7 separate regions of the Mus musculus genome follow, and all the other regions are linked to region 4. A link is a contact called in public HiChIP or PLAC-seq and promoter capture Hi-C data. All regions are on one chromosome and are shown on one strand. The core of a region is the stretch at or near the end of the contact, and the rest is flanking DNA. Distances in the headings are between cores, read along the strand shown.

Region 1 (3,181 bases), core at 301-2,800, 690 kb before region 4:
AAGAAAAAAAAAAAAACTTTGGCAGAAAATTGTGTTGAGAACCAAGAGCTTAGTTATGGTCATGAATATATTTAGCAAAATTTGATACTTTTCCCCAGAAACATTTAAATGCTTGCATGGACTTCTGCTGGGTGATTATGGTGGAGAGAAAAGAGCACAGAGACTATTGCAGGGGGCTGATGATAATTGTTCATCATGGAATTTAAGCCCATGCTAAGAAAATAATTCCACAAAACAGTAAAAGATATTGAAGTTCATGGGCTCAATAGACTTTCAAGGGTAGTTTGGCAAGTTTTGAGGGAAGGATTGGTGAAGCTGTGGCGATTGAGAATGTCTTGGAAAGACAGAAGAGTACTGTTGGATTACAGAATGTTTTACATTTACACCAAGGAAGAGATGTAGCTATTGACCTTGGGGTCCCGGGAGGACTGGCATATTGAGAAGAGCAAATGGATATGGAAAACACTGTTCCCTGCATGCTGAAATCAAGAAGAATTGTGACAGGTTGTATTGGAGAGGACACCACAAAAGGGCTGGGGAAATGGCCAGTCAGTAAAGTGTCTTCCTTACAAGCATGGGGACCGGAGTTTGATCCCTAGCAACTGTGTATGGAGCTGTGTGTAGTGGCATACACCTACAATCCCAATGCTGAAGAGGTAGAGACAGGAGAATCCTTAGAGATCACTGGTCAAACAGTTGAGACAAATTAGTTTTTAAAATATAGTGGCTTGTAACTGATGAAAACACTTGATGTTGGCCTCTAGTTTCCACAGGCAAGTCTACACACAAACGAAGGAGCAGGAGCTTTAAAAGGGCTAAAAATCAAGCAACAAGGAACCTTAATTCATCATTTTGATCTTTGTAGAGGACAGTATGAGAGGACATGATTTAATGGGATGAACTTCAAAGTTTAGAATAGGAAGGAAAGAGTCAGCAGAATAAGGGTTAAAGGTGTGGAAGTGACAATAGAACCACTATCTATAGACAGTGTCACCTGGGGTATGGGCATCTCAAATTTTCCAGAATTTTCTGAGTTAATCTACCACAGGGTAGGCTGTCTTTCCAGAAAAAGCCAGTATCAATCAAAAACAAACAAACAAACAAACAAACAAACATTAAAGAAAGTTTGGGTAAATTGGGTTCTTAGTTGATGATTCTATCAAGGGTCTAAGAATCTTTATTTAAATCATAGCGTTCAACATGCCACAGATATATGTAAGCCTTTAATAGTAGAGGATTCCAGATTGTCAAATTTCCTGGTCATTATTTTGACAGTTCTGGGTCCTTACTGTATGAAGAAAACTCTAAACATGACACTTGCCTCTGTATACAGCAGTGGGAACTTCTTTGGCTTTTCAATCTAGAGGCATGATCAGACTTTCCCCCAGAGTATCAAAACACCAGGAACTGCATTCTCCCCCTGGACTGGAGCCTCAAACTAAGATGGAAAACAATCAACTTTCAATTTTCTGTGCTTGTTTGCTTTCTGCCCAGAACACACAGCAGAGGCAGTTGAGCAAACCTTTGGGTTGTTTTCAAGGACGTCTTTCCATTTCACCTTCACAGGGTTTGGGAGCCAGTTGCTCCTGGGGACCTGGCGCTTGGTTTTTTATTATTTAAATGTGGGTGTCTTTACAACAAAATAATCTCAAATGTTCAACCTAAGCCCCCAACCCACACTATTTACTAAATGAAGCCAAGCATCATAAAAGCCTGAATGGTGTGGATTTATCGTTTAACTGTTGTTTTGAGATCACAACAAATCATTAAAATCATTAGCTGTTCTAGCTAAATTAGAGCTCAGCCCTCGTATGGTGCCTGGCCTGTGTGACTTTCCCCACACTACCCCCACCTCTGCTCAGGCTCCTCAGTCTTTGCCTGTGTAAGATTAACTGGCTTAATACACCCAAGTCACAGTGCTAAGCATCTTTGTTTTCTCTCTTCAGTGTTTGTTCTCCCCTCTACCCCAGGGCTATTTGCCTAAGATATGTGGGCAGCAGACAGATAAGCTAAGAGGTTTGGGTCAGTGCTGACTCTGGGAGCCTGCACTGCAAATTCCACAAGTCCAGGGAGTTTGGGGTTTCCCAATGCTCCTGTGTAAGCAGAAACTCTTTGCAGTACATCCAGCAAAGGTAAGAGTGTGTGTCAGCAGACATCTCTCTGAATGAAGCCCAGTAGAGTTTGGATGCATTGTGTATCTCTCTAGTCATCTCCTGAGCCTGTTCAGCCCAATAAACTGGAGGTAAGGAAGCATGTCTTCCCTGTTTGGCCTGATAGTGTGGAGAAATGAAGGAACAACATGCACTTTATGTATCCGGAGACACAGATAAGGCCTCTCATACCCATGTATCAAGGAAAACTTCATGTCCATTTTTCTGAAAATAGGATAGCACAAGACTTGAACTTGGAGGGGATTACTTATTTATCTCTAGATAGAAAAAAAAGACAGATGTATATATAGTACAGAGCCAAGATCTGGTTCCGTGGGTTCAGTGCTCAGGAAAGTTGCTGAGTTGTGAAGGTGCTATGAAGACTGGTTCACCTTGTGTGGAAGAGATGATGCAGGCTAACTTCACTCCCACAGATGGACTCCCACATTTCGTTCAGAGTTTTAGACACCAGAATATGGCCAATTAATATTCATCGTACTAAAGACTATATATAGAGATATCCTCTTGAGGTCTATGCTTAAAACCACTTCAGAAAGGTAATTTCTATCTGGTTAACAGTTTGACCCTGGTAGTTGACACCATAGGCCCCTTGCAAAGCTATCTGGTGAAAATGTGCCCAATTCAATAGTTGGAATTCAGATGCCAGACTTAAACCTCAGTGTGTGATTTATTCTCTGTCATGGCAATAGGTTGTGAATTATTTGTACTGGGAAAGTGTTTTGCCATTCTGGCTATCTGGATGGACCTTGGATTTCAGGCCTAGTCACACTCAGAGAGAACTATTCAAGCTGTGGTTCATAAGAACAGAGAAGCAGAAAAGCTGACTGAAAAAAAAAAAGAAAAGAAAAGAAAAGAAAATAGAAAAGAAAAGCTAAGCTCAAACCTGGCCAAATGGGTTGCTAAGAAACTCAAGAGTCACTTCCATGTGTGAGCTGTCTCCCCACTTTTCCATTCTGTTCACAGAACTGGTAGGTGGGCTTACTGAAGCTCTCTTATGTTTTAATTACATT
Region 2 (3,204 bases), core at 74-2,573, 870 kb before region 4:
GCTTCTAAGCTGCTGTCAGTGGCAGTAGGAGTGGTCATGGAGGCTTAGCTCCATGCTGGCTGCTATATCTAATGTGTGAGAAGTTCTAGCTCTCTCAGGCAAAGCTGGATTCTTGAATCACTGCAGAAGACAATTCCAGGATGAGACAGTATAAAATAGGTTTTAAGGTTGTGATGAAGAGACTTTTACATGGATTTATCCATCGGCATTAATAGCAGGAGGTACCTAGCAAAAGACAGTACCTACCCAAGTGTGGGTGTGGGCTTCTCAAAAGAGAGACACGCTGAAAAGTCGTAGCCATTGCCATCTGTGCTGATTAATCCTTCTGTTAACTCGACAGAAGCTAGAATCACCTGAAAGTGGGGCCTCCTAATGATCTATATGGAGAGAGTCCAACCCACTGTGGGTGGTGCCATTCCTGAGGTAGCAATGAGTTGTGTAAGAAAGGCTGAGTATGTCCTGGGAAGCAGGCCAGAAAGTAGCATTTCTCTATGGTTTCTGCTTCAGTTCCTGCCTCCAGCTTCCTGCTCTGACGTCTCTTTACTACAGACTGTAGTCTGCAAAGTGGAAAATGAACCCATGCTTGCCTGCCCCAGTTGGTTTTGATCAGGGTTCTATCACAGCAACAGAAAGCAAACCAGGACACCATGTTTGGATTTTGTGGCTTCTGAAGTTACTTTGCTCAAAGGGTTTCTAAAGAATCTCCTTATACCCCCATTTTTATTTGGTAAAACCATAGAATACAAGGACTCACAAGTAAGCTAAGGCTTCTTTAAAACTGTAAGTGAAGAGCATAGTCTTATTTGTGAGATTCTCAGAAAACTGCATGTTTAGAGCTGGAAAAGAAGATAGGCCATGCTTGAAAGGCATATATATATATATATATATATATATATATATATATATATATATATATATACATAAATATATATATATATCCTCAGCATACTCAATTCCATGCTAGTTTATCACTCATTCTCAAGACATTTCTCTATGCAGACAGCCTCAAAGCAAATTTTAGCAATTGTGTTGGAATTCATAACTTTCAGCTGTTGAGAGACTTCAGCCAGACTCTACGGTGTAGGACTCTTTCCTTAGCCCACGTCCTCTTCATTTTCCCTTTATATTCAGTCTCACGACCCCTAACCCAGACCACATGAATCAACCAAGGAGCATACTGAGAGAGAAGCTGGGCTGTTTGATGGCAGAGAGGCACGGAGCCATATAAGGAAGTATTTTTCTGGATTCAGCTGCAGCTGTAGTCCAAGGGAACCTAGCGACAGCTCAAGCTGACAGCAGAAAGGGGGGTTTGTCCACACGGTGCTGCTGGTGAGGGCATGCATACATAATGCAGGACTCAGGAAGGTTCTAAAGAAAGTGCAGTAGGGTTGAATTCCCTGCAGGAAGTGCCTGGGATGAAATCCAAGTTATGATTGTACCCTTGGATGTTGGAGATGCCAGCAGCATGTGATACCTTCTGTGGTATCCTGCAGGCACCCAGGGAGAAGCCACATGTGCTGCAAATGGCAAGTCCACGGGGGCTGGGCTATAGAATTGTTTGCCTTGATAAGTTCAGTCTTTCCTTGCTATCCCTCCTACTCCTTCCTCTTGGGATGGTAATTGCGACACGACTCGACTCTGTGCCATTATATATTGGAAGTATGTAACTTTCTGACTTCCTAGAGGCTCACAGTGAAAAGATTGCTTTTAGTCCCAGTGGAGACACTGTTTTTGAACACTGCTGAGACACTTAGGACTTTTGGTTTTAGACTAAATTTGTTTTGTATTATAGGATGGCCATGCGCCTTTGGGAGTTAGGTAGAATATTATAGTTTGATTGTGAAATGTTCCCCACATGCTAATTGTATGAGTACTTGGTCCCCAACTTGTGGCACTATTCTAAAGAATTAGGAACCTTTGAAACTTGTGGAGACAGGTTACTAGGGGTAGGCCTTTGAGGTTTTGTCTACCTCTGGTTCTGTCTTTCTGTCTCTCTTTCCTGCTTGGTGTCAAGTGAATAAACCTCTGCTGCACAGAGCTGCTCCTCAACCATGAGCTCCACATGAACTCCCATGTCTTTCCACCATGATGGGCTGTGTGGTGGTTTGTATAAGAATGACCCCGATAGACTCATAGATTTGAATTCTTGGTCACCAGGGAGTGGCACGGATATGGGTGTGGCCTTGTTGGAGGAGGCATGGCCTTGCTGGAGTAGGTGTGGCTTTTTGGAGGAAGTGTGTTACTGGGGCCTGGGCTTTGAGGTTTCAAATACTCAAGCCAAGCCCAGGGCCTCTCCCTCCCCACACTGCCTTCTGAGATGCAGAAATCTCTGCTGTTTCTCCAGCACCAGGTTTGCCTGTGTACTGCCATGCTTCTCATCATGACAATAATGGACTAAACCTCTGAGTGTAAGCCAGGCCGGATTAAATGCTTTCTTTTGTAAGAGTCACTGTGGTCATGGAATCTCTTCATAGCAATAGAATTGACTTAGACAGACTGCGCCTCTGCCATGGTAAGTCAGAGCAAGCATCTCCTTTCTTATGCTATTTCTGTTGGGCATTCTGCTCATAGCATGAAAAGTAAGTAATGCGCCATGGGAGCAACTTAAATGCCGTATATGTATGATGTAATATGACATATATGTGATATCTATGATACATAATATATGATCTATATCACACACATACATATTCATACATAAATATGCATATGTAAATGTACACATATGCATAGGCATATTCAGGAAATCTTGTCATGTGAAGCTACATGGATGATCACATGTCACAAGAGTATACTGAATAATTCTACTTATGTAAGACATCCAACCTCATTAGACACATAAAATCAGAAATTAGATGGTTGGCTTACAGGGCCTAGGGTGAAGGGACATAGAACTTCTCTGCTCAGTACACATAGACTCAGGTATGCAAGGTGACATACTACTAGATCAATTCTGTGACAGTGTGCTTGGGATAGACAATTTTGAACTAGCCTTTCAAAATTTTCAGAGCGTAGATTTCACAGTTTTAAAACACAATGCAGGGGTCTGGGGAGATGGCTCAGTGGTTAATAACACTGACTGCTTTTCCAGAGGTCCTAAGTTCAGTTTCTAGCAACTACATTGTGGCTTACAACCATTTGTAATGTAATCTGATGCCTTATTCTGGTGTGTCTGAAGACTGCAACTGTGTACTCATATATATA
Region 3 (3,129 bases), core at 158-2,657, 950 kb before region 4:
CGGCTCCTCGGTGGTCTTTGGGGTTTCTGTAATCTGGGCATAACACAATGACCCAGTTTCTCAGTGAGAACTCACACCAAGTACAATAACTTTAGGGAGGAAGATCTGTTTTGTCTTAGAGTTTCAGTTTATTATATGGCAGGGCGGGGGTGTTAGATCAGAGTAGTTAATATCATGGTGGCTAGGTGGGAGTGGGGGAACACTTTCTTTTTATTTTATTTTCCTCTTTGATTCCATTTGCACCTTCGGACTGTGGGATGGTGCCACCCACGTGGAATAGATGTTTTCTCTCAGTTAATTCTCTCTAGAAACACCTTCACAAAGACACCCAGCAATGTGCTCTATGGGTTTCCTAGGAGTGCCTCAGCCCATCAAGTTGTCAATCAAAATGAACTATCACATACCCCAGAGAATGTATGTAGGTAACTCCCAGTGCCTATCTGTCTGGACCTCATTCAAAGTCTTGTCTCTTGAGATTGCAAGAGAGTCCCCAACATTCCCCGACTCAGAACTTTTGATGTCAAGAAAAGGCTTGGGATAAGGGGTTCTATTATAACAGTTTTCTGGATTTACTTTCATGGCAGGGTACAAGATGTGTTTCTGCTTGGGTCTCAGCTAGATGCACACTCTTGGTATGGGGAGTGGAGTCAGGCCTACTCAAAGAATATAGTCTGAGACTGAGCAAGGAACAAGTCTCCTTAGAAAAATGGGAATCTTATTTTCAGACTAGGAAAGATACTGGCAGGCAAAAACAACAGATGTCTACCCCAGATGCCAACAAGAGTCAAAATCATACAAATGAACCAAGCATAGCTATGCACTAGTTTCTGGATTGTGCCAGGAGAGGGTCACATCTACCCAAGGAGACACTACTTACATGGCAACAGTTCAGACCACATTCTCCAGGAGAATCTTTTCTGATAAATGGCTCAGGGCCTTGCTGGCTTTGCTGCAGCACCGAAGGAAACTGATCCTTTCCAGTCTTTGCCACAGGCACTCTGTTCTAGAAGACAGTTCTATAGCAATGACAATCTCTGAACTATCTTTTCTGCCCTCACAAGCTTGGGTGGCATTCTCACCCATGCTACCTGGATCCTGGCACTCCCATATATCCCTGTCTGTGCTACATGGTAATCAGAGAAGACCACTTAAACATTGGTATCTGGTGAACATGTCCATCAAAACAGCCTCATTTTATAAAAGGAGACAGGAGACCCTGTGGCATGAGTGGGTGCCCAGTGTAGTAAGAAGGACATTTCAAGTAGAAGGGAAGAACCAAAATATTTAAAAGGAAGGAGGAAAAAGAACACTCATTCATTACAAGAGCAACCTTTATTAAAAGAGCTCACAGAGCTATGACATCACCCATATGCCCAGCGCTGATGAAGACAACACCAGATGGAGTCTGAGAGCCAGAGCAGAGCTGCGGGCTAATTATCAAAGTCTCTCCATCCCCAGGATAACAGTCCTGGCAGGCCATGATGACTGCTGCCAGCGGAGAGAAAGAAATTACCCAGGTTGATGCTGCTTCCAAATAATTGATAATTTGCCTAAATGAACAAATCAAGTAAGATTTAACTGTTGGCTGGAATTGCCACCCAGCAGCAGCAAAGTATCTAATTGCCCCAGCACCTCACATGGCTGTCCATGTGTGTTCTCCTCCCCATCCTCCCCCCTTCTTTTTCTAAACCAAGTATAATTGTTTAATGGCATTGATGGGGAATAGACTTGGACATTATAAATGACACTGTGACAGGACTGTCAGCTGGTGACAGCCCACTGACAGCCCCTGTGAGAAATTAATCATTTGAGATGCTTCGTGATTTGCTCATTTAATGGTGCAAATAACATTGTGGTTTCTAATCACACACCATCTTTCACTTAAAGAATCCCTGTCTCTTCCCCAGGAGAATTTGGTTGTTTTCCTTTCAGCGATGGGTGCCGACTGGGGTTAAACTTTGGGACTGTTTGGTGGTAGTTCATCTCAAGGAGCAAGGAGACATTTTCTCTGGGGAAACTCTCACTGGAGCGGCGTCTGAATTTAGTTTTCCTCCCTTGCTACTTGTTTAAGAAGGCTTTCAAGGGGGAGACCTAACCTGTTGGGACAGATGCTAATGAAGATAGAGGGCTAAGGAAGCAGCATAGCTATTTTTAGCTGGGTAATGGGGAGTAAACGGGGCCACCCTGTGATATGCTAAGAGATGCCTCACTCATTTCTGCTGGAACTCCCACATTGTCTGCTGGGCAGACATCTGTTAATTGCTTTCTCTTGGACTTCATTTGACATTTAGAGAAATAGAAGGAGACTGCCTAACCATCCCCCTCCCAAAAACCTAAATGGTGTCTCTGTGGAGTTTTGAAGCCAGGGAGGAAAGGAGGCCAGGTGAGTTTGAAGCCTGCTCTCTGCTGAGGTGTACAGAGCGAGCATTGAACACGATGTGCCTAAGGCGCTCTGACCTGGTTTGGTGGATGCCTGTGTGGCTCCAGGCAGTCAGAGGCACAGAAGTTTCTCCCAGCTGCATTGTCTGGCTCTACATTTGGTCAGAGCATGTGCTTAACTCTACTCATCTGCCATGCATGCATTCTAACCTGGAAAATAGTGTCTTAAGACACTGCAAAGAGAGAAAATATACTCAATGTCAACATGTGCTTCTCTGAAAATGACTGTATGTAACTAACACAGTACCACATGCAATGGCAACCTAAGACAAAAACATAACAGATTTTCCATTTTAGAACAAAATGACTTCTTCTGCTCATTGTGCCACCATTAGTGTTAGCTTAAGGAGTAGCTACTGACACCCAAGAGTAAAGGTCGAGAGGTTGTAGTTTCTTTGTCTCCTCTAACCTATGCTCACCAGCACTAAATTGCTTTTGGGTAAGTAGACATAGGTGTGTACTGTGATCAATGGCCACTGGGTGGCAACAAAGGTCCTCTTGGACTGTCAACTGGAAGTGACTGACAAGGGAAATGTGCCCGCCTTTTGGTGTCACAAGGACTATGGGAAGCCTGGAAACACCTTTATAAATGCTGTTCACATGCTTACAATTTTACCCATGTTTGCAACCACCTTGTGAGTCTCACAGAATCTAAGGAGTTGATTTCCCAGAGGCAAAAGCTGATGGAGC
Region 4 (3,070 bases), core at 449-2,948:
CAGAAATAAAGAATAACGATCATTTGTGTAAAGAGGGAAGACACACTCACATGCAGACATAAACAATAATAGAGGAAGAATAAATGTGAGAATCACTGGGCATTTTATCAAAAATAAATGTTACATAAATTCAAAGGACAAGATAGGTGTGCATCACAGAATTCAGATTCTTTGTGGCTCCAAAGGACAAAATTGGCAACAGCTAGTGAAACTTACCGGAAACAAATTTTAGGCAATTAATGAATTGATTAATTTAAGAGTTTTTAAATGAGGTAACCATGTTTTGTTTTTAAGAATAGCTAATTGGACCAGGTATCCAGTGTGGTGGCATATATTTTTGAGTCTAGCACTTGGGAGGCAGAGGCAAGCACATTTTTGTGAGGTCTTAGCCACTATGGTTTGTAGTAAGGAGTTCCAGGACAGCCAGAGATACATAGTGAAGAAAACCAAACCAACCAAACTACCAAACAGCCAACTCTACATCCCAAAATCCCGTGTCTCTAATATAGTTGATGAAAGTGATCTTCTCTTCTCTTCTCTTCTCTTCTCTTCTCTTCTCTTCTCTTCTCTTCTCTTCTCTTCTCTTCTCTTCTCCTCCTCCTCCTCTTTCTTCTTCTTCTTCTTCTTCTTCCTCTCTCTCTCTCTCTCTCTCTCTCTCTCTCTCTCTCTCTCTCTCTCCTACTGAGAATTCAGTCAACTGTTTTTATATGCTTTCAGAAGCATCCCACATCCCTCTTTCTTTTTATACCGGTGAAGAGTATGGCCACAAGAGGGCAGTAGGGGACATTTGTCAGACACTTTGATGTGTTGAGTAAACTCGGTGTGTTCAATCTCCATCGGGGAATTCGAAGACCCTGAGACCTTGCAGGGGTATAGCTTGCACAGGCCCTCGCGGGAAAGCCGTAGCCGCAGTTGCAGATTCACAGACTACGAACCAAGGAATCAAGACCCGTGAGCGCGGAAGCAACCAGGACTGAAAAATCCTCTTTTCTGGGGATATTAAAGTTGTCTTAATCTTCTAGCCATTACCCTCTGCCTCCAGTACGAGGCGGGCTCGCGGGTCTGGATAATGCAAACGCTCCTGGTACTATGGTTTCCACAGCACCCACCCGAGTCAGCCCCTACCTCCTTTTCCAATGGAACAGGAAACCGGAGATGCAAAGCCAGACTCCTCTTTAAAATGTAGAAATAATTATCAACAACTTCAAACCTCTTTTGACAGCTCGTTGGCTTTCTAGAATTTGTAGGGTAGAGAAATTTGCTGTTCCGAAATCCGACACCCCATCTCAAGCCCATCAGTAATATATGTCCCTCCACACTCACCCCTAGCTCACAGGTGAAGAGAAAGGAGGGGAGGCTTTGCTTGGTGACAGGTGACGCCACGCGAGGGGATGGGGTGCTCTCATCACTCTGATCCCCTCCCGAAGCCTAGCCAGCTGGCTTACCAGGCCCCAAGACATGAGTCCCTAGACCCTGGTACAACCTTTCTGGGCCCTTGACTACTGACAGTGTCTGGTGGTCCAAACTGAGCGAGCAGAACGCCTGCAGAGCCGTAGCTCTGCCGGGTTCTTGGGTGGACCAGCTAGGGTATTCGGTCTGCGCGGGCGGGGCGCGTGGGCGGGGAGGGGGTTAACGCGGCCTCTATGATAATGAGCTGAGCGGTAATATAGGAGGCCGGCTGAGGGCGCCGCCACCGGAGCTGAGCTGAGCCGCGCTGCGCGCAGCACTGTCCGCGCAGAGCCGAGTGGGGGCGGCTGGAGCAGCTGCTGGGATCCTTCAGCTGAAGACGAGCGATCAGATCTGGTGGACCCGTGAGCCGTGGAGCCGCGGGGAGCTTATGGGCCCGGTCGCAGACAGAGCTGGCAGCGGTTCCTGGAGGAAATAGGGCCGAGCAAGCCAGGAGCAGAAGGGAAGGAAGCGCGGGATCGCTGATGTCAGAGCAGCCCGGAAAGTCGTGCTGGAGAAAACTGAAGACACCCGGCTTTGAGCCGCCCCGGAGGGACCCTGCGGGACCCCACGCCCCTTCACAACCGGGTCCCTGCGCACAAGCGACTGGGACGAAGACGCGAGGAACCATTCGGGGGCCACCCCAGGAATACAGGCAAGCGGCCGGCGCGGGCCGAGGATTTTAATGATCCTGGGTTACATGTGGAACTGGCTGCCAGTGTGACTCCCGTCAGGCAGGACTGGGCGCACGCTGCCCTGGGCAACCGCCAGTTGAGCGGACGAAGAGGGGACGCAGGGACAGACAGACACTGCCGAGCTGGGTAAGCAGCGCCCTCCGCCCTTTCCCCGAGCGCGCTCCCGCGGCGGTTCCTCCGGCGCAGCCTCCTCAGGTCCCCTTGGGGTCCCGGCCCCGGCCCCGGCTTGGTTGTGGCGGCGAGTATACGCGCGTGATCCGCCACTTTCGCAGCTGCAGTCTCCTGTCCAGGCTTCCGGGCCATAGACTCCAGCGGCTCTGGTGGTTCCGGCGCTCCGTGGCGCGCTTATAGCGCGCACCTGCCGGCTGTCTGCAGCTCTGGGGAGCGCCTGAGCGACGAGGTCGTCCCAGGGTTGGAGCCCAGAGAGGGCCTCCGTGGCACTAGCAAGATAGCCTGGAGCGACTATGGCCGGAGGCCGGTTGGGGGGCGTTCACCAGGCAGTGTAGTCCCGGGTGGCCGCTGGCTGTTCCAGTGGTTCAGTAGACTGGGAATCACCGGGAAGGAGAAGGCATCCTTTGCGTGCGTTCCGGGAATCTGTGAGAACGGTTTGGAAGCACTGTAGTTAAGTGTTCCTGTCCCCATCCCCCATGGCATAGTGCCCAGCTGGGGCCAGCCCCCTTGGTTTGAGCAACAGTGGTGCTGGTTGAAGTGGGAGTTTGTCCAGAGTCCAAGAGGCTCCTTAAAGCTCATTTCCCTCCATGTACTCTTTTTTGCCCTACCTCACGAAGTGATAGGATCTTAGAAAATTCCAGTTTCTTTTACTCATAGGTAGTCTTCGTAAATGTTCATCTTGAGCTGTATGTCAAAAGCTGAAAATGTCATTCCTAGGGCCCTCAAAAATGCCCACCTGTTTAACATGACCCTTGCCC
Region 5 (3,022 bases), core at 152-2,651, 990 kb before region 4:
GCATTTATCATGATCAGGGCATTGGAACTGGCTGAACCTTACTAGCTCTACCCTTCAGACATTTCCTACCTTTTAACTAAGGGATATGTTTAGTATTAATAATAAGATAGCCCTTGGAAATGCATTTAGTGCCTGTTTGAGGACTGGTGATGACTTTTCATAGGATCAAGCTAGAGCTTTCCTCTGATGCTCAGAATTTGAGGGTTTAGTGCTGCTTGACTCTGGTTCTGAGATATGTTGCTCCTTAAGAGGAGAAAAGCAGACTCTACAGCCAGAAGGTAGGACAGTTGTTTTCTGAATCACCACTAATTAGCTCTTTGGGGATTGTTAATTTCTTGTTTAAAAGGTGTAAAGAGTACTGTTATGTACTTTGGAGACATGCCTTACTAACTATATTGACACTGTTTGGAAGCTATAGTGAGCCAGTTGAGGAGATGTCCCTTGCACACCTCAGATCCAGGGAGGAAGGTTAACTAAGGACACCAGTTGCTGAACCCATTGCTCCATTCATGCTAGGGCCACATATCTGATAGTGGTGCCCATCTGTTACCTCTGGGAGAGAACAACTTCTGGTTTTGTCTTCATGACCCCTGAGGCCCTGCTATACCATCCTGGGATTTCATGGTGTCTCAAGATCCTTCTAACCAACTTTCCTATATGTGTGCACGTGTGTTTACACATGTGCATATCTCAGATTCTTCCTGAAGTCTGACAGTACTCTGCCTTCCCTGTTGTCTTCCCCACCTAGGCATTTCCACTGACAGAGCTTCTTTGTCATGTTTTATCTAGTCTCGATGACTGCATCTCAGAGGACCTTGAACTTACACACATATCCTAGGCACCAGCACATTTCACCTTCTGGTTTAATTGCTTAGGTGCTTTTGGTCTCCATGAGTTCAGATAGTTTTGACCAGTTTGAATTCAAACACAAAGACTGAAGTATAAAGCAGGGTCTAGAGAACCTGTTGAGCTTCTGGTTTTCTCAGTGTGTGTAGAATTCACTTTATTCCTGAAGCATGGTGCCTTTCCACTTTTGTGTGATCTGTGTACAGCACTCCAGGTAACAGGAGTTGACATTTATTGTTAAACTTGCCTCTTGAATCACTCTGAGGGAGACCATAAATGTCTCAGATGTGATTCCACACAGAGCCTAAGATGGCAATATTATCTATGTGTGCAATTATGATTCTCTCTTCCTTTCAAAGAACCTAAGTGCGGGAAAGAGACTGCCACCTTCTTCTTTGGTAAAGTGGGATGACCAGTAAATTTGTGTGAGTACTGTAGGGTCATGAAAGCATTATCCCAGAAGTTGCTGCAATCAGAAACTCTCCCCTAGACCAAGAGTTGAAATAACCTGGCCACATTCCAGCAGTTACTTCTGGTATCTCGTCTGGGACAGTTGGTTGTACTCAGGTTATTTTTATCCCCAGTTCTGGGGACTAGACCCTGAGCTTTGCCTCTGTGAGGCATTCTACCACTGACTAGATCCTCAATACCTATACTCCAGCTCTAATGCTACATTTAATCTTCTACATACCATACTTGACATAATTTAAGTTCATATGCTATAGGAAAGGCACAAAATTGCTTTTATAAATAGTTCTTATCTCTTCAAATAGTGCCATTTAATATATACATGGAAGGAGATTTGCAGATAGAACTGTGTGTCCCAGTTTCTTGGTTTGTCCTTTACCATTCTTCCTTAGGGGGAAGTTTGTGTCTGTATTTTATTTTGTAGCAGATGGGAGAATTTGATCCAAATATTCAGTCAGAGAAGATTGTCCACTCACAAGTTTTCCATGCTCGACAGGATGCTTTTGATATATTTTCTGTCTTCATGGGGTCGAAGAATATAAATTTCTCATAGAAGTATCAAATGCTTGACTTCAGAAAACAACATTGTTACCTATTACTCTGGCTTTTGACTGTACTTTTATTGTCCCCAAAGGACTGTATCTGGAGTCTAAATGTAGCAGAAATGAGGCAGAATCTTTCAGAGATGTGGCTAGTGGGTGGACTTAGGCTTTTGGTGGTATGCCCCTGAGGAGCTCATGGGACTCCACCCCTCACAGTCTCTCTGCTTCAGTTTGAAAGGTGATCTCGAATCTTTTGTGTACCCACCACCCTCCCCAGAAGCCAAAACAATGTGACTGTCCAGTGTCAGATCTGCACTTACTTTGTGTGAGCTAAGCAAGCCTTTCTGTACACTCAGTGCAGTTAGTTGCCTCAGGCATATTTCTATGGTTATGAAAAGCTGCATTCACTCTTCAGTGAGAGCAAATACTCTCTAAGCTTATTTATCTAGCAGGTAGAACCGAGATCCCGTGCATTCCTTTTTTTCCCTTTTTGTTTTTTAAAAAAATTTTGTTTGAATTTGGTTCAGCAAATTTTTGTTGAGTACCTGCCATTTTCCAAATGCCAAGGATGCGGAGGAATGTGGGGATGAGGACAATGACTCTTGCCTTGCTGAACTGTATCCTAATGGAGTGCACAGACAGTACAAGCAAATGCATGACCTGCTGAATTCAGTATTTCTGATAGACCCACTATTGGGATGTCACAGAGAGGGTAAGGGGGCATGGAAAATGAATTGAATAATTTAGCTTGACTTAAAAATACAGAAAGGGAGAGTCCAAGGAGGAGGAGGAGGCTTGGTGTCAAGCTGTCAGGAACTCACACTAAGTATGAGATGCCTGTGAACTGTCTTGGTAGAGGCTTCATGGAGAAGTTAGATGTGGGTGTAAGTCCAGAGTTCAAGTATAGCTTGAGATTGAGGATATACATTTGGGATGGTACTTAATGCTTTGTAGCTACAGTAGAATGTTATCAGTGTATGGATGGAACAGTGAAAAACCCTAAAGAAAAAATTCTGTACTACCCAACACTCAAGAATCTGCAACCCTGTAGGTTCAACATTATGAACTAACCAGTACCCCGGAGCTCTTGACTCTAGCTGCATATGTATCAAAAGATAGCCTAGTCGGCCATCACTGGAAAGAGAGGCCCATTGGACAGGCAAACT
Region 6 (3,336 bases), core at 266-2,765, 750 kb before region 4:
TGGTACAAAGCAATTTAGAGAATGTTACTTTGTCAAGCCAGCTTTGAGCTAAGTTATCCTTTGTAAGATTTCTTTTTTTTTCTTTGAGCATCTATTTTTTTCTAACACTGCCCAACCCCCAATTCTTGTAATAAAATCAATATTTTCTGGAAGAACAGAGACGAGAGCCTTTAGAGGACTCCACCTCCTGTTTGCTGCAAAAACATTAATAAATGTCACTAGCAAAGTTGGGTACCAAGGGAAACAGGATGACCTCATGAATATATTTTCTAAAGAGCTTAAAATGTCCATCTTGTATATTATTCGTTCCTTAAAGAGTCTAAGAGCTATTGATCCCTTCAACTGCTGCAAAAAGCAATTTAAATGCACCAAAGGCTCTATATATGGATGGACAGAGCAGAGCCAGATCAGAGTGGCTTTATAATGCCTATTTCTCCATGTGCAGAGCTAGGCTGCAGAAAAGGTGCCCCTTGGTAGGGTAAATGCTATCACTAGGTCTATTACAGCAAAATAATGGAGAATTAGAACTACCTTTGCCTAAAGTGGTAGCAGTTTATAGACCTGCAAAGATTCGTCTGCTGATAAAAAGTGATTTAAAGAAATTAATTGACGATCATTGCATGGCTATTTCCTGGTTCCTAAAGTGGCAGACATCAAACACCACTAGCAGTGTGTGCACTGATATGCACTCTGTGTCTTCCAGACTTGCACATAGTACAGTAACATGAGTAAGAAGCCACAGACAGAGACCCAGGTATCACAGAAGGTTAGACAACATGCCCTTTAACCACGCTGCTCTATTTGTCACTGTGTATTATATTGGGTTACATACAAGTATATAATAGATTTTGAGCATATCTTGACATAGCCCATTACTCTCCCTTACCCCTTTATCTTCCGTTAGTCTACTTTACTGCTCTAGAAAATTTAGATGATGTATAGTTACCACTGTGGAAGACCTGCTGGATCACCTGTTTCACCTGCTTAGTATTTTCCTCAGCAAGCAAAGTGTCCTTTCCTTGACTCCAAGGGCAGCAGGAAGAAGGAAGACTAGTGTTTCCTAATGCGAGTAGCATGTTTTTCAAAGTTAGGCAACTGCTCATCTTACTTCACAGCCTTTGGGGCAGAGCAATTTTGTCCTTTAGGAATTTTTTTTTTTTTTATTTATTATATGTAAGTACACTGTAGCTGTCTTCAGACACTCCAGAAGAGGGTGTCAGATCTTGTTACGGATGGTTGTGAGCCACCATGTGGTTGCTGGGATTTGAACTTCGGACCTTCGGAAGAGCAGTCGGGTACTCTTACCCACTGAGCCATTTCACCAGCCCCCGTCCTTTAGGAATTTTAAGGTGCTTTGAAGCAATCCTTCTGACTTAATTGCTATCATTAGAGAACCAAAAAATCATTTTATTAGCTCTTGGCTATTCCTATTCTTTTGTTTATATTGACACATCTCAACAGTGACACGCATGGAGGCCTGAATTCCCAAGTGCCCCGTGATATGATGAGTCAGACATATTTCATACCAAAGCAGGAGCAACACAGGGCAAAGAGTATAAAACCAGGTCAGGGAGACCAGCTGGCAACAGTGGAGTAAACTTGGCTAAGATGTTGTCTTTTCTGTGGTTTGGATCAGATTTCACTCTTCCCAAACTTGTATGTGTTGGGAACTTGTTTCCCTGCAAGGCAGTGCTAAAGGGATGGGAGTATCTTTAAGAAGTAGGATCTAGTGGGAAGCCTTTAGGTCATTGTGAAGGCTGTCTTCAGGATACACTGTAGACACTCTTTACCTTTCTGGGGTTTTTTTTTTTTTGTTTGTTTGTTTTGTTTTGTTTTGTTTTGTTTTTTTCCATGCCTTGAGGTCACGCTAAACTAATTTTGACATCATGCCTGAGCATTTAAAACTGGGAGCTAAGTCAAGTAAATCGCAAGACTTGGGGAGTGTGTGTGTGTGTGTGTGTAATCAGAAAAAGACTAATTCAGATATCAGGAAGTTTCAAGTTTTGGGGTATCCTAATAAAATGGTGGCAGCTGTGAATAGGAAATCTTTCTTTAAAAGATAGGATAATCACAAACAAATATCCCCAAATATCACTGGGAATAGTTTCCCGCTGGTTCTGTGTGACTTACTTGTGTTCACAAAACATCTTTGATCTTGTCTCACTCAGCCTCTTATTCCAAATTTCCTCCCTAAATCTTGTTACTTCTCCTTTCCCAATCTCCAGTCTGGGTGTGAAAATTCTTGGTGTGCTAATAATCTCTTCAGCACCTTTTCAGCATACATTTTACCGACAGGTGTGATACCCGTTTCTGCAAACATTAACAGAAGTGAGTCGATGACCATTATATTTTACTCCCCCAAACCTGTATTTGTTGTATTTTTAAAATGCATTCTGAGCTAGTAGCCAAATGATTTGCTCTATACTCGGGGGTCAGCCTCTGTCAAATGTTAGATTCTTTCTCCCTGACCTTGCTATGCTGCCCTCCATATTCGCTACAGCTTTGACAGATTCCAAATAGCAGCTCCATACCCCTCACAGGTAAGAAAGGCAGGCTGGGCAAAGATCAGGCAGTTTACAAAAGTTCAATGTAGGCAGAAGAGAATGCTTTCCTTCTGGATAAGAGCTTCCAGTTTTTGTCTTTGTGTTTAGTATGCTCATAGACTTCTCCAGTCTATGAAGACTTTATTCCACAACTGATCAAGTAAGGCAGCAAACTCTACCCACAATCCACAGGCCCTGCCTGCAACCCAGCAAAAATAAAACCAGCACACGTGTTACTCTGTCATAGTGTTCTAAAGTCATTGACCTCAGCAGGGCTGGGGTCGTCAAGTATTCTAATTTACTACAATTTATTAATTCATGAGATCATTTTTGAATGCAGAAAGATCTTGCCTAGGTCACATGAGTCCCATAGGGTAACCAACACTAAGCTGTATTTCTTTTTGGGGGTGGGGGTAGGGTCGAGATAGGGTTTCTCTATATAGTCCTGGCTGTCCTGGAACTCACTTTGTAGACCAGGCTGGCCTCAAACTCAGAAATCCACCTGCCTCTGCCTCCCGAGTGCTGGGATTAAAGGCATGCACCACCACTGCCTGGCTTAAGCTGTATTTCTAAAATGCCAGTCTAATCATGTTCTCTCACTGCCCAAGATGCTAATGGCCCTTTCACTTATGAATTCCTGAGTCTTGCTTCCAGGGACTTCTTATTTCTGGGCAGGAACAACCCCTTTAAGTCTACCTCTTATCTTTGTATGCCTTTATATTTACTGGTTTCTGTCACCCTATTTGTTTTTTCAAGCTTTTCTCTGTCTAGAATGTTCTGTTGCTCATTATCT
Region 7 (2,976 bases), core at 276-2,775, 830 kb before region 4:
TTACTGCAGTCAATCTGAGTCTTTGAGAACAGGTAGGAGTTGACTTTCTGGAAATGGGTATGAGAGGTTATCAATACAAGGGAAAGGTATAAGCCAGGCATAGAGCTAAATCATTAACTTGGCTGTAGCATGTGATATTTAACCAGAAGCTGGAAACATTATATCTAAAATACGTACCGGGGCAGAACTTGGGAGCAAAGAAGCTTGGCCTTTCTTCCAAATCAAGCACAAGTGAGAACTAGTTCTAGCAGGAATGATAGTCCAGTTAACTCTGCAGAAAGACAGAGGTTGAAGTACCTGTGCAAAGACCTTTGTTGGGGTTTGGGGGAGGACTAGATAGGAAGCCAAGGCAAACAAGAAGGAGTATATGCACAGGGAACGGTCCGAGCGGGGAAGTGCTGAGAGGAGTCTTAGGCAGAGGTTCTGATTGAATTTGAGTGCCCAGAAGCACATAGGATGAGAATGAGAGTAGGGGCAGTGGGGAGGGGGTCAGGTAGAATTAGAGACTCATCACAGATCAGAGTCTGATACATAATGCATCACTTAAAATGGCTAAAAGAAGGAAAAAGGCAGAGCTGACAGATCAGGGCATTCTGGAGTCCAGAGAGTAAGGCTTCTTGGAGGGGATCTTGAGAGGCATTTTCTGCCTCTCTTCAAAGGCTTCTAATTATTCCAGTGCCAGGAAGGAGTGAGGACCATTATTACTGTCCTACCAAGGTCCTGAGAATATCCTAGAGGCCTTAACATTGCCAGGGGCCACTATAATCCTAGTCAACCACAATCCTAGTCTCTAGAAATCTAAGAGACCAGTCTACCAACTGATAAAGAATGGCTCTTGAGGATGGATTCCATATTTGGATGTCCTGAGTCCCCCTTCTTTGAGAACACATATTGTCTCCAGGGCAGCTGTATTAATAGCTACACTCTTCACTGGAGTAGCCTCCAGTGTGGAAGAGTCATCAGCACAGGTCCTCTCTTCCTAGAAAACCTGACCACAGGCTCAAGACTCACAGAAGGGAGGGGACGAATGGAACAGACGGATTGCAAAGCTATGCAACATTTGGTTTCATTGCTAAAATTCCACCCTGGCTTCCAATATCAATGGTGCCATTTTTTGCTCTGTACCTCTGGGTGCCTAAGTATTATTTTTACTGTTTGTTTATGTCTGTGCATGTGAATGTTTGTTTTTAAATATCAGACACATGCCTTACAGAAAGTGTATTGGTATTTCAGAAGTCACTGATGTTTTTGCTATCAGCTGCTAGGGACAGGGGTCAAGCTGAACAACCTGACATAAACATCACCGGGCTCACAAACCTGTTTTCAAGTGAGACACCCAAAGGCAATATTCATCGCAAATTTATGAGCTCAAGGCATCTAAATGTGATCCACTTTTAAATCTCATCTTTTCCCTCTGAACCCTTCAATCTAATTAGGCTCACATCAGTATATTATTACAGAGAGTAATCATTCCTTTCTTCTAATAACATTCATGGATAATTTTATTTCTCATTTCCAGCCTCCTCCTCCTCCTGTGGTGTAATTAGTGTCTCTGGCACCTCGTGCCTCTCAGAATGAGCTGCAGCTGCTAATTGCTAATTGAAAAATTAGAAACTCAGTTAGAAAAAGGATCTAATTAAAATGAAATTAGATAAAATCCCCTCAAACCAGCACCCCCACACTTTTCTTTGTTTTTCTTTTCCCATTTTTGCTTTCTTTTTTCCACCACTATTAGCACTTGCAAAATATATGCAATTGCTGAAAGCTGATGACCTTTCCACAGGGGCCAGCACAATGGCCTCGATGAAGCAGCTAGGAAAACCGCACAGCTACTGAACTGAATGTAGAACTTGGTCTTTCTTCCTGATGCGCATGGATTCCAATGTTTTTCAGGTCCTCTGGCAAGGACGGGGATATGGTCACCCTTGTATAATTCTCCCGAGTTTAGAAGGGCCACTGTCCTCTTTCAGGACAGGAAACTAGGGATCTACTCTCTTCTGGAAGCAAACCTGTCTCTACCTTCTTGTACATCGAAAACTACAGCAGATACCTAACTATCCAGCAAAGATGCAGTGCTAGAAGAGACACAAAAGGAAACCCAGGTCCCTTCTGTCTCCAAAGTATGGGCAATTTGTTGAGAAGCCTATGTGGGAAGCCGTTGCAGAGTGGCAGTTGGCTACTGCTGGCCATCACACATACATAGGCAGTGAAGGTTCTTTTGCCAAGAAGAGAGACAAGTTAACCAATCAGATGTGAGACACGCCTCTCCTAGGCCTATATAAGCAGCACCAGTTCTGGGCTCGGGGTCTTTTCGCCTCTACAATCAAGCTCTCCCAATAAACGTGTGCAGAAGGATCCTGTTGCAGCGTCGTTCTTCCTGGCCAGTCGAGCGCGCGCAAGAAGCCTAGACAGAGAGGAATAACAGACTAAGATAATATGGTCCCATGCAAAATAGCATTTCAGATAATGTGGTGTTTACTTCAAGACTGCAATGTTTTAAAGCCTTGATACATGCCAAGAACCGTGCAAGAATGGGGCACTCAAATATGGGCAGGCTACAGAGGATTGTGAACTCCTTCCATAAAGAGGAAAAACTACAGAGAGCAAGTGAGATCAGGAAAGCCAGAGATGGTGGAAGGTGTGGGACTTTCCCAGTGGATGGCATTTTAGCCAGAGAAGACAAGTTCCAAAAACTACCACATATAGCAAAATGGTGACTTCTGGGAATGTAAGCAGCTGAAAATGTTTGATGCTTAAGATTAGAGATGTGTGGCTGAAGTTAAGGTTGTGGAAGTTTGGAAAACATTCCCATAGGAAGACCAGCAGTCTCAACTAACCTGGACTCCTGATAGCTCTCAAACACTGAGCCACCAACCAGGCAGCATATACCAGCTGATACGAGGCTTCTGACACTTTTACAGCAGAGAATTGCCTGGTCTGGCCTTAGTGAGAGAAGAGGCACCTAACCCTTGAGAG

What was found. Promoter capture Hi-C pulls out the DNA fragments that hold promoters and counts their contacts. HiChIP or PLAC-seq counts read pairs in DNA pulled down with a chosen protein or histone mark.
Region 1: a promoter capture Hi-C map of liver shows a contact between it and region 4, with 2.8 times the contacts expected there. The contact joins the enhancer-like site here to the promoter of Plxna2 in region 4. A contact is called at or near these places in 3 of 39 promoter capture datasets (the C10 cell line, hippocampal neurons and liver), 1 of 484 Hi-C or Micro-C datasets (cerebral cortex) and 6 of 115 datasets of contacts at active chromatin or transcription factors (embryonic forebrain, embryonic hindbrain, embryonic limb bud and 3 more).
Region 2: an H3K4me3 HiChIP or PLAC-seq map of forebrain shows a contact between it and region 4, with 8 times the contacts expected there. The contact joins the enhancer-like site here to the promoter of Plxna2 in region 4. A contact is called at or near these places in 1 of 484 Hi-C or Micro-C datasets (cerebral cortex) and 13 of 115 datasets of contacts at active chromatin or transcription factors (SST interneurons, VIP interneurons, astrocytes and 9 more).
Region 3: a contact with region 4 is called in an H3K4me3 HiChIP or PLAC-seq map of embryonic basal ganglia, with 9 times the contacts expected there. The contact joins the enhancer-like site here to the promoter of Plxna2 in region 4. A contact is called at or near these places in 12 of 39 promoter capture datasets (the 3T3-L1 cell line, the HPC-7 cell line, cranial neural crest and 6 more), 2 of 484 Hi-C or Micro-C datasets (cerebral cortex and forebrain), 14 of 115 datasets of contacts at active chromatin or transcription factors (VIP interneurons, craniofacial prominence, differentiating embryonic stem cells and 9 more) and 2 of 9 other capture datasets (embryonic stem cells and pancreatic islet).
Region 5: an H3K27ac HiChIP or PLAC-seq map of SST interneurons shows a contact between it and region 4, with 5 times the contacts expected there. The contact joins the enhancer-like site here to the promoter of Plxna2 in region 4. A contact is called at or near these places in 4 of 39 promoter capture datasets (the 3T3-L1 cell line, the C10 cell line, hippocampal neurons and 1 more) and 9 of 115 datasets of contacts at active chromatin or transcription factors (SST interneurons, astrocytes, differentiating embryonic stem cells and 6 more).
Region 6: a FOXA1 HiChIP or PLAC-seq map of pancreatic cancer cells shows a contact between it and region 4. The contact joins the enhancer-like site here to the promoter of Plxna2 in region 4. A contact is called at or near these places in 3 of 39 promoter capture datasets (the 3T3-L1 cell line, cranial neural crest and hippocampal neurons), 2 of 484 Hi-C or Micro-C datasets (muscle stem cells and uterus) and 9 of 115 datasets of contacts at active chromatin or transcription factors (astrocytes, embryonic basal ganglia, embryonic forebrain and 6 more).
Region 7: a contact with region 4 is called in an H3K4me3 HiChIP or PLAC-seq map of embryonic basal ganglia, with 4 times the contacts expected there. The contact joins the enhancer-like site here to the promoter of Plxna2 in region 4. A contact is called at or near these places in 5 of 39 promoter capture datasets (frontonasal cranial neural crest, hippocampal neurons, liver and 1 more), 1 of 484 Hi-C or Micro-C datasets (cerebellar granule neurons) and 7 of 115 datasets of contacts at active chromatin or transcription factors (astrocytes, embryonic basal ganglia, embryonic forebrain and 4 more).

The regions. Positions count from the first base shown.
Region 1 is chr1:193,932,556-193,935,736 of GRCm38.p6, forward strand. No RefSeq gene overlaps it. Among named protein-coding and RNA genes, the nearest start is that of Gm31870, 280 kb to the left of the region's middle. Within about 2 kb of position 1,551, at least 11 of the 459 cell types and tissues checked have an H3K27ac peak or open chromatin away from gene starts, as enhancers often do. A contact at or near this core is called in liver, where this site is marked.
Region 2 is chr1:193,750,673-193,753,876 of GRCm38.p6, forward strand. No RefSeq gene overlaps it. Among named protein-coding and RNA genes, the nearest start is that of Gm31870, 97 kb to the left of the region's middle. Within about 2 kb of position 1,324, at least 24 of the 459 cell types and tissues checked have an H3K27ac peak or open chromatin away from gene starts, as enhancers often do. A contact at or near this core is called in SST interneurons and forebrain, where this site is marked.
Region 3 is chr1:193,670,479-193,673,607 of GRCm38.p6, forward strand. All of the region lies in intron 1 of Gm31870 (a long non-coding RNA gene), which reads left to right. Among named protein-coding and RNA genes, the nearest start is that of Gm31870, 17 kb to the left of the region's middle. Within about 2 kb of position 1,408, at least 21 of the 459 cell types and tissues checked have an H3K27ac peak or open chromatin away from gene starts, as enhancers often do. A contact at or near this core is called in embryonic basal ganglia, forebrain and hippocampal neurons, where this site is marked.
Region 4 is chr1:194,618,131-194,621,200 of GRCm38.p6, forward strand. Plxna2 (plexin A2) reads left to right here and starts at 1,699. Exons shown (of 32, transcript NM_008882.2): 1 at 1,699-2,267.
Region 5 is chr1:193,628,705-193,631,726 of GRCm38.p6, forward strand. No RefSeq gene overlaps it. Among named protein-coding and RNA genes, the nearest start is that of Gm31870, 25 kb to the right of the region's middle. Within about 2 kb of position 1,402, at least 4 of the 459 cell types and tissues checked have an H3K27ac peak or open chromatin away from gene starts, as enhancers often do.
Region 6 is chr1:193,869,391-193,872,726 of GRCm38.p6, forward strand. No RefSeq gene overlaps it. Among named protein-coding and RNA genes, the nearest start is that of Gm31870, 220 kb to the left of the region's middle. Within about 2 kb of position 1,516, at least 27 of the 459 cell types and tissues checked have an H3K27ac peak or open chromatin away from gene starts, as enhancers often do. A contact at or near this core is called in muscle stem cells and pancreatic cancer cells, where this site is marked.
Region 7 is chr1:193,789,271-193,792,246 of GRCm38.p6, forward strand. No RefSeq gene overlaps it. Among named protein-coding and RNA genes, the nearest start is that of Gm31870, 140 kb to the left of the region's middle. Within about 2 kb of position 1,526, at least 2 of the 459 cell types and tissues checked have an H3K27ac peak or open chromatin away from gene starts, as enhancers often do. A contact at or near this core is called in embryonic basal ganglia, where this site is marked.